3 separate regions of the Sus scrofa genome follow, and all the other regions are linked to region 1. The links are chromatin contacts, called in public promoter capture Hi-C maps. All regions are on one chromosome and are shown on one strand. Each heading gives the region's core, a stretch centred on a gene start, on an enhancer-like site or on the middle of the called end of the contact. The rest is flanking DNA. Distances are from core to core; before and after follow the strand shown.

Region 1 (5,039 bases), core at 969-3,468:
TTTTGGAAATGTACAAGGCACAATGGCAGGGGAAGGCTCTGAGAAGTTCTGCTGGGAGCAAACCTGTTCAGCTTTATTCCCTCAAACTTCCTTAAGCCTGAAACATCTGCATCAGGACACACCTAACTACCATCCTGTGGGTGGCTGACCAGGCCACCTTTGTTTTACAGGTAGACCTGCAATGATTCACGACCCAACTCTTCATAGGGTAAAACCCCTGCCCTAATACCCAGCCCCTCACACCCAGCCACTCTCTCTTCAGGGGTTCTCCCCATCCCACCCCCAGACAGCTGCTGTGATAACCTCCAACGTGGGACTCACTGCCAAGGGCTGGGGGACATCTCCAAGCAGCATAGAACCAGGAGGCTGCCATCCCCTGACATCACCTTTATGTAAGAGGGAAGAATACCAATCATTATCTACAAGAATAAGGACTCATTCTCTTCCTCCCTGACCAATGCACTGAGTACCCTTGAGGTACCCAGCACTGTGGACTTCTGGGTATCATTCCTACTTCAAAATAAGACCCAGGTTTTGGCCTAGAACCCCAGAATCTTCGTGTTGGAAGATGTGGTCAAGGCCATCCTCTCTATAGGGTTCCCAACAGAATACTCCAGAAAGGCCGCATCAGGGTTAGCAGAGGCCTTCCTCTCAGGGAGCTGTATGAGCTTCCACACTCTGGCCCTTCCTGGGCAGCCCCCTCTGAAAACACACAGCGTGTGTCCCTTCCCTGGGGCTTCTGCTTGGTCTGAAGAGATGACAAGTTTGGGGGATGGAAGCGCTCTTCCATGGGCAGAGGCTGAGCTAAGGTGGCTATTACCCAGCTCAGGATATGAGGTTCTCTCCAGACTTAAGGTGCACCCCTGTCATTACCTCTCTGACGTGCTGTTTTTACAGGTGAGGCCCTGAGGTCATAGCACAAGAAGGCAGGAAGTCAGGGCCCTTGACCCTGTGTGGTCCCACTACTTCTTTCTAAGTTATAAACCGGGTCTCTGGGTCCTCATGGTTGGAGAGACCAAGAGAGCAGGCAGGTGAGGAGGAAGTATGGCTGCCCCCTTGCCTCAGACATATTAGCCTCAAGGAAGGGCCTGGCTCTCCTGCCACCACTGGCCAAGCCAAAGGCGCCAGCACTGAAACCAAAGCTCACCAGTGAGATGAATATTTCAGAGCCCCGAGAACTGGACACCCCAGGGACCTTCCATGACATCTGGCTCTGACCCTGGTTCCCAGGCTACCCATCCCTCCCCATCCCATGTCCAGGTTTCTCAGGAGGAACTCCAATCCCTGGATACCACACAGAGGCCACCCTGGCCGGAGAGGGGATGGTGCCCCAGAGAACAGAAGCTGGTGCAGAACCCACAAGATTGGGGCCCAGCTTCCCAGCAGCCCTCCTCTACTTTTCCTGCCACTGTCCCCTGGCTCCACCGTTTTCCCCTCTCTTTTCCTGTTTGTTTTGCTCCAACCCAAAGAGGCCACGAGGAAGATAGTACTTTGTGAACCCAGCTTGGGGGCGGAGGTTAGAAGTGGGCCGGCTGAGGCAAAGTCGTCCTGACAGAGGTGGCGTCTTCCTCACGCCAAGGATGTGGGCTGCTCACGGCTTTCACTTCCACCCGGTTCCCCACGCACTCAAATACTCGGTCACCAGTGGACACCACAGCTGGCACCGGGGGCGGGCAGAGCCAAGCAGAGGCCGGGGCAGGGGCCCTGGGCGGCCTCCCCTCCCCCTCTCACCAGCCCAGGGCCCAGAGAGCCTTTATCCCGCGCACAGCTGGCCACCCTGGGGCTGGCGCGGTGGCCACGCCCTGCGATAGACACGCGCCAAGAAGCGGGGGACAGGACACCCTCAGACCCCGGCCACGATCACCTGTGCGCACAACCCGCAGCTCGGCTCCCCAAGCTAAGCAGGCGTCACTCGCCCGCCCGGGACGCACAGGGAAATCGAAACGCCAAAGGTGAGGGCGACAGAGCCCCACTCCCGCCCTCCACGCACTCCGAGAAAGTTTGGGGCCCCGTCCCAGGGCCGCCTCAGCCCCGGCCCGCTCCCCGCCGGCCCGCGGTGCCCCATTCCCGCCGGTCCCGAGCCCCCTGGCTTGCCTACCGCTCTCGACTGTGCGTTCCCGACCTCCCGGCGTCGCGAGTCCGGCACCACCCGCGCAGGCCTGGGCTGGGCTGGGTCTCCGCGCCCCGCCCCGACGCGCCGGCCCCTGGGGCGTGGCCTCGGGGTGCCGCCAGGGGGCGCTGGGGTCCGCCCCGGGTCCCGCCTGCGTCCTCCCGGGTCGTGCTCCTCCCCGCAAGAACTTTAGAGGTTTCGCATTTTAAGGCAGCATATGATCCTTGTTGGAAATTCAAAACACAAAAATGCATTTTCTTAAAGTATAGTTGATTTTGTTCCACTCCTCCTGAATGCCAGCGGCAAGCGCTTGCATTTTAGTGTTTCTTTGCTTATATAGCTCTGTGTATCACTTGTTTTTCTGGAGTGGGGTCCTATTGCACAATCTTTGTTGCTTATCTTTTATTTCACATTTTATCATGAACATTTTTCTTGTCACTAAGTATTCTTCAGAAGCATAGTTTTAACGCCTCAAAGTATTCTATCACATAGTTATGCCCATTTATAAAATCGGTTTCCTACTTTTAAGGACATTTAAGTTGTTTCCCATTTTCTCATTATTAGACATAAATCATGATGAACATTGTTGACAATTTCATGTTTTTAAGCCAAATGTGCTTTTCAAGTATAAAAACTTCAAATGTCCAAATGTAGAGATGGACGGAACTTAGATTCTCTGGCCCTGGGAACCATGGCATTGCCTGCCTGAAGTTTCTTCAACCAGGAAAGCAGGTGATTTAGGGTCAGAAATCCTGGGATGTGGATAACTTCTCTCAGTGCACAACGTTGGGTTGGGAGCTTTCTCCACCCTCCCAGCCACTAATGGCAGGATGTACTTGGTCGTTCCATGTTGCCGATAAGGAAGTAAGTTCTGGGAAGTTTTGAAACATTGCCGAGTTTACATAGTTCCAAAGTCCATGTTTTTTTTCCATTACGCCAAGGCTTCCAGTAGATGAACAGCTTTATTTAAGGTGCTTTTCTCAGGCTGGTAGCTACAGATCACACTGTCACTAAATGTCATTCACAGCCTGTTGACACTTTTTCTTTTTGAATGGCAGTCGGTGGTGACCTGACAAAACATAGCTAGACAACCAGGACCACCTGAGCATTTCCTGATTCCAAACCCATCAGTAAGCACTTTTCCTTTCTTTCTTTCTCTTTTTCTTTTTTCTTCTTTTTTTTTTTTTTTTTTTTTTGTCTTTTGCCTTTTTAGGGCTGCTCCTGCAGCATATGGAGGTTCCCAGTCTAGGGGTCTAATTGAAGCCAGATCTGAGCTGTTGTCTGTGACCTACACCACAGCTAATGGCAACACGGGATCCTTAACCCACTGAGTGAAGCCAGGGATCAAACCCACAACCTCATGGTTCCTAGTCAGATTCCTTTCCGCTGCACCACGATGGGAACTCCAATAAGCACTTTTCTTTACATTATTATATCCAGGGGCCAGTCCAGTTCTTTTCCAGACCAAGACAAGAAGGAGGAGCCTGTGCACTTATCTGGAAGCTCTGACATTAGTGGACCTTATAGCAGGCTCACTCTCCCAGCCACCCCATTCCTAGGGATCAAAGACCTCGATTTAGGAAGTCCCCTCCCAAAGCGTGATCTCTCAAGCAAGGGCACAGGGCAAGTACAATTCTGCTCAATGTCAGTTTCCCCCTGGAGCTCAGAACATGAACTGTGTGTTCATGAAGGGAGCCCTGGTGAACTGTGAAGCCCTGCAGCATCTGGCCGGGTCTCCTAACAGCCCCTGATGCTCTCTGCACTTGGGCCCCTTCTCCCAAAAGCACCCTCCACTTTCTAGAACTGTCAGAATGGTTCCAAGGGGAACCAGCTAGCAATCACACCCGCCCCCTGAGAAAGTGAATGTGAGGCGGTAGACAGACAAGCCCCACACAAGCCTTACTGCTCATTCTTTCTCCTGAGCCCATTTTTCTGATCCTGGGATCAAGACTATGTCGACTGAAAGAAAAGTGCACAACATAAAAGTGAGTTAAGTTTTTTGGGGGGACTTTCCCGAGGACTGTAGCCTCTCAGATAACACTGAGGAACTGCTCCGAAGAGGTACAGGAGGAACTAGAATATACACCATCTTTTTTTGCTGGAAAAAAATACGTGGTCAAGCATAAAAACATATACTCCTAATCATAAAGAACCGACTTCTCAAGCTGATGATTTCAGTATTCTATGAATAGGAAGATGCGAGAATCTGGGGTCACTGAAATTTTTCCTTAGATGTGCTTTTTTTTTGGCTCTTTAGGACCACACCCACGGTATACGGAGGTTCCTAGGCTAGGGGTCAAATCAGAGCTACAGCCACGGGCCTACACCCCAGCTCACCGCAATGCCAGGTCTTTAACCCCCTGAGCAAAGCCAGGGATTGAACCCATGACCTCATGATTCCTAGTCAGATTTGTTTCTGCTGCAACACGACAAGAATTCCTAGATGTGCACCTTAACTGTCTAGAGACCGTTATAACCAAAACACAGAATGCTTCCTGTTTGGGGTTTTTTTTCCCCCCCTCCACCTTGAATTCCCCTCAGGGTGCACAGTTGAAGGCCAACTGCCCTGGCCAGTGGCTGGATCCTGTAGAACTAGAACGGCAGGTAGCATTTTTTTTTCTTCTTCTTCTTCTTTTTTTTTTTTTTTTTTTTTTAGCATTTTTTTCTTTACAATTTCAATCCTGAAAGAACACCCAGAGCACCAAGCCCAGAGTAACCATTCACAACAGGCAACCCATGAATGATGTCTCCTTCTCTGGACCCTGCCTTTTTATGTCTGAATAAAAGGAAAGGGGCTTGGAATTCCCTTGTGGCACAGCAGGTTAAGGATCTGGCCTTGTTACTGCAGTGGCTCAGGTCACTGCTGTCGAGGATTTGATCTCTGTTCCAAGAACTTCTACATGCCATAGGCATGGCCAAAAAAAAAAAA
Region 2 (5,039 bases), core at 985-3,484, 500 kb after region 1:
TAGAATCAAATAGTGCACACAGCGAGAAGCACGGAACCAAATGTTTCATAGTTTAACCTAAGGGAAGAGTGGGGAGCAGAGCTCATCCTATTTTTCTCTTACCAAGAGTCCCTTGCTCTTTGTCCTAAGCCACCCTGCAAAGACTTTCATATATTGCCTGGCTTGTCCCAGGAATCCTCTGAAATTCGCAGGCTAAAGCAGGCATTCCTATCTCTGGATACTGAGTTGCAGAGCTGGGATGACAATTAAGGGGTGCGTGCAGAGAGCAGAAGCCCTCCCCCGGTCTCCATTCATGCCAGAAGGAGTTCGGGAAGGGGCTTGGAGGGGGGCAGAGCTGGCAAGGCATCCTGGCGGGGGGGAGGATGGGGGGGGCTGAGGCGTGGCCTCACCTCCAGCATGGTGTCGAAGATGACCAGTTTGGAGCTGGTCGCCATGGCATCGTAGCAGGTGTGCTCCTGCATGAAGTGCATGTAGACCTGGGCCCCCGGCTTCTGCAGCTCATCATCCCAGCCCAGCCTGGGTAACAGCACCTCTGGGGATGGGCACGGGGCTGGCTTCTCTTCCACCAGCCCAAGCTCATCCCCCGACGCCGCCGAGGCTGAGAACTCTATGCCCAGATCCAGATGGTCTGTGTTGGAGTCGGAGGCTGAGGCTGCACAGTCAGAGGGGAGGATGTCCCGCTCTGTTGGGGGGTTGTCCACCTCGGCCAAGGGAGCGGCTTGGGCCAAGGGTGTGGCCTTGGGGAATGTGGCCTCCTGCCCGGTGGACTCAGCAACTGGCCTGGACTGGGGACCTGTTCGGGGAGCGGGAGGGAGAGGACAGTAACTCCCTCTTCCAGAGAACTTCCTCATCTGCTGTCTCCATTCATCCTCATTGCAACCTTGGGAAGCCTGAATGCTGTGGCCCCATTTTGCAGGTGAGAGAGCTGAGTCTCAGAGAGTCACAGAGAAGACAGTGGCTCTGTCCTGAGTTGGCCACCTTGGATCCCTGGACCCCTGGATCAGCAATGCAGTTGTCCTCCCCCTTGTGGGGAGACTGGCTGCATGATGTTATGTGCCTGTGTTATGGAGGGACCAGACCAGAGACGGGCCCCAGGTTTGAGGACTGCCCACTGCCCCCAGTCCCAGCTCCCCAGAACTGGCCTTGAACTCACCTTCCCTCGGGCCCGGAGGCCCCCCTTCCTCTACATCCTCCTGCCTTGTCCATCTAGAGGCCTTGTTCCCCTGGTCCCCATGGCTTCTTTCTGAGCTGGTGGTTACAGCTCGGGATGGCCATGAACGGCTCTCTCCTTGCTCTAGGAAGCTCATCTCTGCAAGGGAGAATGGGACCTGTTTGGTTAATGGGGAGTAACACAATAAATTCCATTAAAATGTTACTAATAATAATATTTAATATTGGGAAGCTTCAAAGGGCTTGTCCTCCAACAAATTTCTCATTCAACCCTCACGGCAATCTTATCCGAAGGGCATGGCTATCAGCCCTGTTTTACTAACGAGAGACCTGAGCTCAGAGAGGTGAAGCAATTTGCCACAAATCACACAGCTAGTAAGCGAGAAAGTCAAGAGAGTCCCAATCTCCAGACTCTATAGATGCCCCCTCTACTCTTTTGAAAGAGGGAGGAGGTGAGGGAGAGGGAGGAAGAAGAAACAAAGCGGAACAAAGAAGGCAAAGGAGAGGAAGACAAGAGCCAGGCGAGTGGAGTGGGGGAGATTGGGGTCCTGAAGACGTGGAAGAAAAGGAGGTGGGAGAAGAGCCTGGGCCCGCGAGCAGGGGCAGCCCCACCTACCTTGATGCTCAGGTCCCCCGAGGCTGCTCCAGGAGGGAGTCTGTGTGGAGAAGAGTGACTTTTGGGGTGGGGAAGACGCCCCACGTTCTGGACCACACGGAAATCCCTTCCCAGCACACAGGCACGGGTGCGCACAAACACCCCCCCACCCATGTATACACAAACACACAAACACCCAGCCCCAAACACTAACGCACACTACCTACCCAAACACACACACTCAGACACACACAGAACCGCACAGACTCACTTACACAAGGAGTATATACATGCGGACCCCCTCACACTCATATATATATACACAGAAAATCCTGGCTATGCAAGCACGCACGCGTACGCACATCCGCAGTGGTGGGCCCTCTGCCCTCTGGCCTCAGCTGCTCCAGCTCCCAGCCCCCCCGGGACCCCGGGACCCTGCGCAGTGCCTGCTCTAGCTCGGCAAGCTCCATGGAGGAGTGCGCAACACTGTATCTGGGCAGCACTATTCTGGGCCCGACCCCTGGCACCCTGCCCTCCTGGATCGGGTTCTCTCTGATTGGGTGGCAGGGAGCAGGGTGGAAGGGGTCCACCCGCTCAGCTGCTCCAGCCCAGCAGCCTGGGGGCCCCTGGGGAGGGGTGGGGCCCACCTGGAATCTTGATGCCTGGTCCCGGGCTGTCTCCTGGGTCTCCGAGGACAGGTGAGAAGGATCCTGCTGTGGGGGAAGCAGCTTGGAACTGGGGTGGGAGGAGGGGAGCTCTCAGAGCCCCCGCTGTGTTCCTACCGTGAGGGCCTCTCTCATTTGTCAGGCGCCAAAGGAGGGAAAATGCAAGCAAGTTGAGCTTAACTTTCTTCCTTGTACAAACTCCGGTCGTGGGTGGCACTGGGGTTAGAAAGGGCTAGTTGCAGCCAGCTGGGAGGCTGGGGAGGCGGAGTTCGTGGGTGGTCCCGGGAGGATGGCCAGTGTGTGTCCAGATGTCCCCCTCTGAGTCCCAGGAGACCGTCCTTCTCTCTGGTGGAGTGGGATGGTTGGGGCAGGCGGGGAGTTGTGAGATCGCCTTCCAGGTATGAAGTGGGCTTGAAGGCATGGGGCCTGTGCCAGTCCACAGTGTGAGAGACACCTGTTTCTACCTGCAGAGGTAGATCCAGGTGTGCAGGAGCCCCAGGCCCCCCACCCCACTGTGTGCGCTCTCCCTCTGTCTCCTGGTGCCAACGGAATCCCAGCAGGCTCCGTGGCGGCCCACCCCCCCTTCCTTGGCATTCCTGGGGCCTGAGTCACTGTCCAAATTGGTAACGCTGACCCAGCTGCTCCAGCTCCCCTCTCTGTCCCTCCCTCCCTCTCTTCTTTCCAGGCTCTTCCATCCCAGTCTCGCCATGGACTGGACAGACACTCAGTAACGGGTTACTGGGTTTCTCGATGAATGTAATGAACATATTCTCATCAGTTCTCAAGGCCCCTATATTGCCTAAGGGGCAGGTGGAGGAGACAAGAGGGAAGGGGCTTGCCGTCCGTGGGTGTCTTTGGTGGTACAGGGGGCAAATGCAGCTCTTCTTCTGCAGCATCCCTGTGGCCTCTGCCTGTCTGCTCCCTGGTGATGAACATGAAAAGCATCGCTAATGGGGAGTTCCCATTGAGGCTCAGCCCTTTAAGAATTTGACTAGCATCCATGAGGATGCAGGTTCGATCCCTGGCCTTGCCCAGTGGGTTAAGGATCCAGCGTTGCTGCAAGCTGCGGCATAGTTCACAGATGCAGCTTGGATCTGGTATTGCTGTGGCTATGGTGTAGGCCTGCAGCTGCAGCTCCGATTCGAGCCCTGGACTAAGAACTTCCAGGTGCTGCAGGTGCCACCGTAAAAAGGAAAAAAAAAAAAAAAAAGCACAGCCAATGGGACACCTCAAAAGGGAGAAAGATCACGCCTACCATCACCAGAGCTATGCTGTGCCTTGAATCCCAAAGGCCCCCCACCTTCTTCTGCCCCGGGACCACCTTCACAGCCAAGCCAGAGACGGAACAGGCTCAACCTCTGCCTTCTCCTGCAATACCCCTTTCTCCCCTCCACCTCAGACACATTCCACCCACAGGACCAGCATCAGGGGCTCCTCTTTTATTTTTTTATTTTATTTATTTATTTATTTATTTTTGTCTTTTTGCTATTTCTTGGTCCGCTCCCACAGCATATGGAGGTTCCCAGGCTAGGGGTCGAATCAGAGCTGTAGCCACTAGCCTACGCCAGAGCCACAGCAACGCAGGATCTGAGCCACGTCTGCGACCTACACCACAGCTCACGGCAACACCGCATCGTCAACCCACTGAGCAAGGGCAGGGATCGAACCCACAACCTCATGGTTCCCAGTCGGATTCGTTAATCACTGCGCCACAACAGGAACTCCAGGGGCTCCTCTTTTTAAAAAGTCTTCCTTGCTGTAGAGCACAGGGAACTATGTCCAATCTATTGTGATAGAGCATAATGGAAGATAATATGAGAAAAAGAATGTATATATATATGTGTGTGTGTGTGTGTGTGTGTAACTGGGTTGCTTTGCTGTACAGCAGAAATTGACAAAACATTGTAAATCACCTATAATAAAAAAAAAAATTTTGGAGTTCTCGTTGCGGCTCAGTGGTATAGGACCTGACTAGTATCCATGAGGACATGGGTTCCATCCCTGGCCTCACTCAGTGGATTAAGGATCTGGCATTGCTGTGAGCTGGGGTGTAGGTCTCAGACATGGCTCAGGTAGATCCTAAGTTGCAGCTGTAGCTCCATTTCGACCCCTAGCCTGGGAAATTCCACAGGCTGAGGGAGCCGCTGTTTAAAAAAAAAAAAAAAAAAAGCCAAAAAAATTGTTTTAATAGCCTTCCCTAATTGCATTACCCTTACTGCTCTGATCTCCTTATAGCCACATTCTGTGTGTACCCGGGCTGGTCACTGTGTGAATAGCTATTCACACGAAAATATCTTTTATTTCTAAGTAAACAGCGTGCACCTTGATGGCCAAAATATGTTGGCTGGATGAGACGGAAAATCTGCTTTGGGGTCAGATGGACCTGATTAAAATTCATGCTCTGCCATTTGACCTTGGAAAGCATTGCTTGTTTTTTCTGAGCTCGTTTCCCTGAATGTAAAAATGAGAACAAAAACATTCTGTGGCAGAGACAGCCGGTTGTCTCCCAGTATCTCTCTTCTTTCTTTAGAAACAGCATCATTCAAACTTTAGTTGGAATGACTGCCTCTAAGAAAGACCTAAATTTTCAACCCTTGCAGTTAAATATG
Region 3 (5,039 bases), core at 1,359-3,858, 380 kb after region 1:
ATGGCGTGTGGAGACCCTCAGCCAAATGTGAAGGAAGCTGCCCTCGTTGCCCTCCGGAGCCTCCGACAGGAGCCCTGCATCCATCAGGTACACCCCAGGGGACTTAGGAATCACCATGATGGGCTGGTTTTCACAACATTTTTCCGAGATAGTCTTTAAGGAATTGGGACATCCCCAAACCCAAACTGTATCCCTCTCTGGGAATAGGAAACCCACAGGCTGTGTCTTGGACATGAGTTTTCCATCTACCATCTCCCTCCTACAGAAGGGAAGGGACCTGGAAGAGGGGTCTGGTGGGCTAGGAAATGCCTGGAATTTCAAGGACCAGTGTTCCTCTCTGCTAGCGGCTGTGCACAAGGAAGGTGAGGGCAGGCTAGGAGATGTTGATGTCTAAAGTGGTTTTGTTTTGGGGGCCACGATGGTGCTAACTATCTTTTTTAGTGCTTACCATGTGAAAAGCACCATGCTAAGCCCTTAACCTTTCTTACTTGATTTAAGCCATGCTCTGCATTTTGCAGTCAATGAAACTGAAGCACAAAGATTTAATGACTTGTCCAGATTACAAAGCTAATATGTAGCTCTGGAGTTTTGAACTCGGGAGTCTGAAACCAGAGCCCACGCTCTTTTTTTTTTTTCTTTTTTCTTTTTTGGTCATGCATATGACATCTGGGCCAAGGACTGAATCCTTGAAGCTGCAATGCCGGGTCCTTAACCCACTGCTCCAGGCCAGGGATCAAACCTGCACTGTCTCAGAGACAGCACCAGATCCTTAACCCTCTGTGCCATAGTGGGAACTCCTTAAATTTTTTTTTTTTTTTTGGCCTTGCGTGTGGCATGCAGAAGTTCTTGAGCCAGGGATCGATAGAACTGGTGCCACAGCAGCAACCCAAGTAGCTGTAGGGTGTGACAACGCTAGATCCTTAACCTGGTGCACCACAAGAGAACTCCTAGAGCCTGTGCTCTTAGTTGCTGCTTTATTTTGCTGGGTTTTTTTTTTCTGCTTAGTATTCAGTATATAAACGGCCCAGTGAAAAACCATAAGTCCACCTATGATTAAGCTAAACTTCCAAATTATAATAGTTCAGATGTGGTAGCATTGGGTGGTTCATGTAGAAGAGGAATTATGACAGGATGGTGATGATGTGTATTATAGTATCTTCTAGCAAGCTCTGTGGGGAAATAATAAAAAGGACTCTTTGTGGTAATGAGGTTCAGACCCACTGGTCTGGATGCATGGCTGGGAATCACACCTTTTGGCTTGCTCTCACTGCTGCATCCATTACCTCCTCCTGAGGACAAGTGCTTGGGTCCTTTGGTGCCTTGGTATCATGATCTGTAACCAAAGAGAATGGATGGAGACCTCTGATAATGGTGGTTCCTGTCTCCAAGGTCTGTCTTTTTCTACCACAACCTATTTTGAGTCCCAAGAGCCCATTTTCTTTTTCTTCCTTTTCTGGAGTGGGAGTGGCTGGGCCAAATGAGAGTCCTCTGCATGTCACGTTCTGTCATCTCTCTCTATCCCACAGGTGCTGGTGTCCCTGGGAGCCAGTGAGAAATTAGCCTTGCTCTCTCTGGGGAATCAGTTACTGCCACATAGCAGTCCCAGGCCTGCCTCTGCCAAACACTGCAGGAAACTAATTCACCTCCTGAGGCCATCCCACAGCACGTGATCTCAGATTCCTGGGGTCCACCCTCCAGCCTTCATTGCCCTGCGGTTGCCAACTCTTCCTTTTTTTTTACTCTACAAGCCACCAACTCAACTGAGAGCTAAAGCGACTGAGAGCGATAAGCTGCCAATCAACTCATTTGAGGATGAGAACCTAGAAGAGATTTATGTCTAAAGCTCCTTCTTTTCCCAGATTCAGGATGTTTTCAACCAGTAAACTTCATTGTTATTGGTGCCAGAGGAGATTCCAGAGCTCTTTTCTCCAATAATGTGCCTTTAACCCCAGGGACATGCCTCCTGGACCTTAGGGAGACATCTACCTAAGAGAGCTCTTCCTTCCAGAGCTCCTGTGATCGTCCCAGCAGGTTCTTGCTTTAAGTGCACTGGCCCCAGGACAGTGAAGAAGACAGAGCCTGCCTCAGCTCTGGGCTACGGGGATAAATGCCATCAGTCCCCGCTGTGGAGGGCTCCCCAGCCTGTAGCCCATATTCCCGTCTGTGAGGAGATGGGGAGGGTATTTTCTCTCCTTCCTTTCCTTCTCTTCCTTCCTTCTTTTTATTTCTCCTCCTTCCCTCTTTTTATTTCTCCTCCTTCCCTCTTTTTATTTCTCCTCCTTCCCCCCTTCTTTCTTTCTTCTCCTCTTCTACCCCTCTCCCTCCAACTGCTCCTCTTCCCACTCCTCTTCCTCCTCCTTTTTTTTTTTTCCCTTGGTAGTTCTCTTTATAAAGTCTTGTAATAAAAGCTGTGCCTCACCCCATGTGGAGCTCTCAGGGTAAAGGGTCAGGAGGTTCAGCTCCTCTGAGTGGCTGGGTGGTGCCAGAAGCACTGGGATCCTATTCACAGAAGGTCCTGGTTTGGGAGCTTATTTATATCTTTTCCTGCCTTCCAGCTTCCTCCATCCCAGATGAGCTACATGTGGTACTTCCAAGCCAAGGCCGGTGGAGCTGAAATAGGAAAGGATAGGATTAAAGAGAGGGGTAAACTGGATTGCTTTGCAAATTTCCAACTTAGTGACTAGTTTTAACATTTGGTGGCATTCCACTGTATGGGGAAACCCAGCTGCCTTCGAAGAATGGCTCTTTATGGAGACTGTGCTGTTTACCATAAGGGGAGGGGGGCAGCTGACAGGTCCATTAGATAGAATCATAATCCATACTGGAAAGCTTAAGCCTTTACTCACTGGATGGCCTGTGACAAGCTTCCTGGAGCCCTAATTTCTCCATCTATAACGTAGAGAGTCTACTTTTTATCCTTCTTCCAATTTCATTTGTTTTAGAAATGAAAATTTAAGTAAGCTGCCCTTATTTTTAAAAGGAATTTTATTTAATCCTCATCTTCATTGCCCACTGTGTTTATATTTTTAAAAATAACATTTTTTTCTAGAGTCCATCACAATTTCCTCCTATCCAGATTTTTTAATTTCAGTTCAACGAATTTATTGAGTCCTGTCTATATGCCAGATACTATTCTAGGCACTGGAGGTAAAGCAGTGCCTCTTTGTCGCGGAGTTTCCATTTCTGGTCAGGGAAACAGTGAACTTATTAAAATGACTGAACTCTGTGGTATGTAAGAAAGTGATAAAAGCTCTGGAGAAACATACCACAGGGAAAGAGGGATGAGGAGTGCTGAGCTGGATAGCCAGCGTAGGCCTCACTTGGTGACATTTGAACAGAGCAATGCAGCTCCGAGGAAAAACACGACGCATGAAGCGTGATCTTCAGAGGCCCCGAGATGGGAGTGTACCTGGAGTGTTTCAGAAGCTATGAGGAGGCCAGTTTGGATGGAAGAACTGACGAAAGGGGAGAATAGTAGGAAATGAGGACAGGAAGGTAGGTACTGGGGACCAGGCAAAGGCCTTGTACTTTACAGAGAATAGGGATCCACTGGAGAGTTTTGATCAGAGGCGTTCTGTCATCTGCCTTTGGCTCTTCATTCTGGTGTTGTGAATGGACGGTGAGGAGTGGGGGAGGAAGGGAAGGAGGGTGGACAGTTAGGAGGTGATTGTAAGAATCCACATGAGAGAGAACGGCACCCTGGATAGGGGTGGTACCCAAGGAGTGCTGAGAAGCAGTCAGATTTGTTCTTGTTTTTTTAATTTTTTTATTTTTATTTTTTTAAGTAGTCGGATTTTGAATGTGTTTTGAACATGGAACACATCCATTTTCTTGACTGATTGGATTGCAGGGTATAACAAAAGAAGGCAGTCGAGGATAACTCCACGGTTTGTGGCCTGAGCAATTGGAAGAATGAAACTGCTATTAACTGAAATGGAACTATTAGTGGATTATTAGTGGGTGGGAACATTCAGGTTTAGTTTTGAACATGTTAAGTCTGTAAGTTGGAAATTTTCAAATGCACACAAAAGTAGAGAAAGATTAGCTCAGGGAACTCTTCACTGAACTAATAGCTATCATATCTATATTTCTTTTACTCAAGTATTTTAAAACAAATCCGGGCAACATATAATGTTATCCATAAATACTTTGGTATATATTTCTAACAAATCAAAACTTTTGTTTTTGTTTTTAACAAAACCACCATACTTCATTTAGATCAAATCTAGATTAAGACAAATATGTACAGTATTGTATTTTTATTATTTTTGTTTTTTTGTTTTGTTTTATTTATTTATTTATTTTTTGCTTTTTTAGGGCCATACCCGCGGCACATGGAGGTTCCCCGGCTAGGGGTCTAATTGGAGTTGTAGCTGCCAGCCTACGCCACAGCCACAGCAACTCAGGATCCTAGCCGTGTCTGCGACCTACACCACAGCTCATGGCAACACCGGATCCTTAACCCACTAAGTGAGGCCAGGGATCAAACCTGCAACCTCATGGTTCTTAGTCGGATTAATTTCCACTGCGCCATGACGGGAACTCCACTATTGGATTTTTAAATGTGCATTTTTTTCCTAAAAGATAAACTAGGGGAAATTACCTCATAGAAGAATTATTCTTTTTTTCCAATTAATTTGTTAAATTCTAGCTTGAAATATCTTATGTGGTACATAAACAATTTTATGTAGAGAAATTAAATTTACATCCAAACTTTGTAGACTATGTGTTGTATCACATAATAGTTAATCATTTTATGAGGAAGCCTAATAAGAAAACATGTGTACATCCTTGGGAGAATACAATCTAAACAATTAGAAATATGTAAACAGTTTCACATCCAGCAATTATCACAAAGCGCTGAGAAAATTTGGAGTGAACAGTCTGAGTAGTGCCTGGAATTTGGAGAATGTCTGGAAGGTTTGAGGATTTGGGCTCATGTTTGGTTTTGTGTCCACATGAGTGTCTATGTATTTCAGCTTTTGGAGAAGGGAGAAGGAGCTCAAAGTTTTCAAACATATAAAAGTAGAGAGAATGGC

The links. Promoter capture Hi-C pulls out the DNA fragments that hold promoters and counts their contacts.
Region 2: a promoter capture Hi-C map of fetal liver shows a contact between it and region 1, with 4 times the contacts expected there. The contact joins the promoter of PRKAG3 here to the promoter of TMBIM1 in region 1. A contact is called at or near these places in 1 of 5 promoter capture datasets (fetal liver) and 1 of 2 datasets of contacts at active chromatin or transcription factors (skeletal muscle).
Region 3: a contact with region 1 is called in a promoter capture Hi-C map of fetal liver, with 4 times the contacts expected there. The contact joins the promoter of TTLL4 here to the promoter of TMBIM1 in region 1. A contact is called at or near these places in 1 of 5 promoter capture datasets (fetal liver), 1 of 47 Hi-C or Micro-C datasets (skeletal muscle) and 1 of 2 datasets of contacts at active chromatin or transcription factors (alveolar macrophages).

The regions. Positions count from the first base shown.
Region 1 is chr15:120,362,837-120,367,875 of Sscrofa11.1, forward strand. TMBIM1 (protein lifeguard 3) reads right to left here and starts at 2,219. Exons shown (of 12, transcript XM_021076202.1): 1 at 2,099-2,219. The region is part of intron 2 of PNKD (probable hydrolase PNKD); the gene reads left to right.
Region 2 is chr15:120,864,074-120,869,112 of Sscrofa11.1, forward strand. PRKAG3 (protein kinase, AMP-activated, gamma 3 non-catalytic subunit) reads right to left here and starts at 2,235. Exons shown (of 13, transcript NM_214077.1): 1 at 2,128-2,235; 2 at 1,787-1,826; 3 at 1,154-1,309; 4 at 390-793. The coding sequence starts at 2,235.
Region 3 is chr15:120,745,929-120,750,967 of Sscrofa11.1, forward strand. TTLL4 (tubulin polyglutamylase TTLL4) reads left to right here and starts at 2,609. Exons shown (of 22, transcript XM_021076484.1): 1 at 2,609-3,495. STK36 (serine/threonine-protein kinase 36) reads left to right here. Exons shown (of 28, transcript XM_021076483.1): 27 at 1-87; 28 at 1,527-1,904. The coding sequence ends at 1,670. LOC106506368 (a long non-coding RNA gene) reads right to left here. Exons shown (of 3, transcript XR_001301625.2): 2 at 2,420-2,610; 3 at 883-1,333.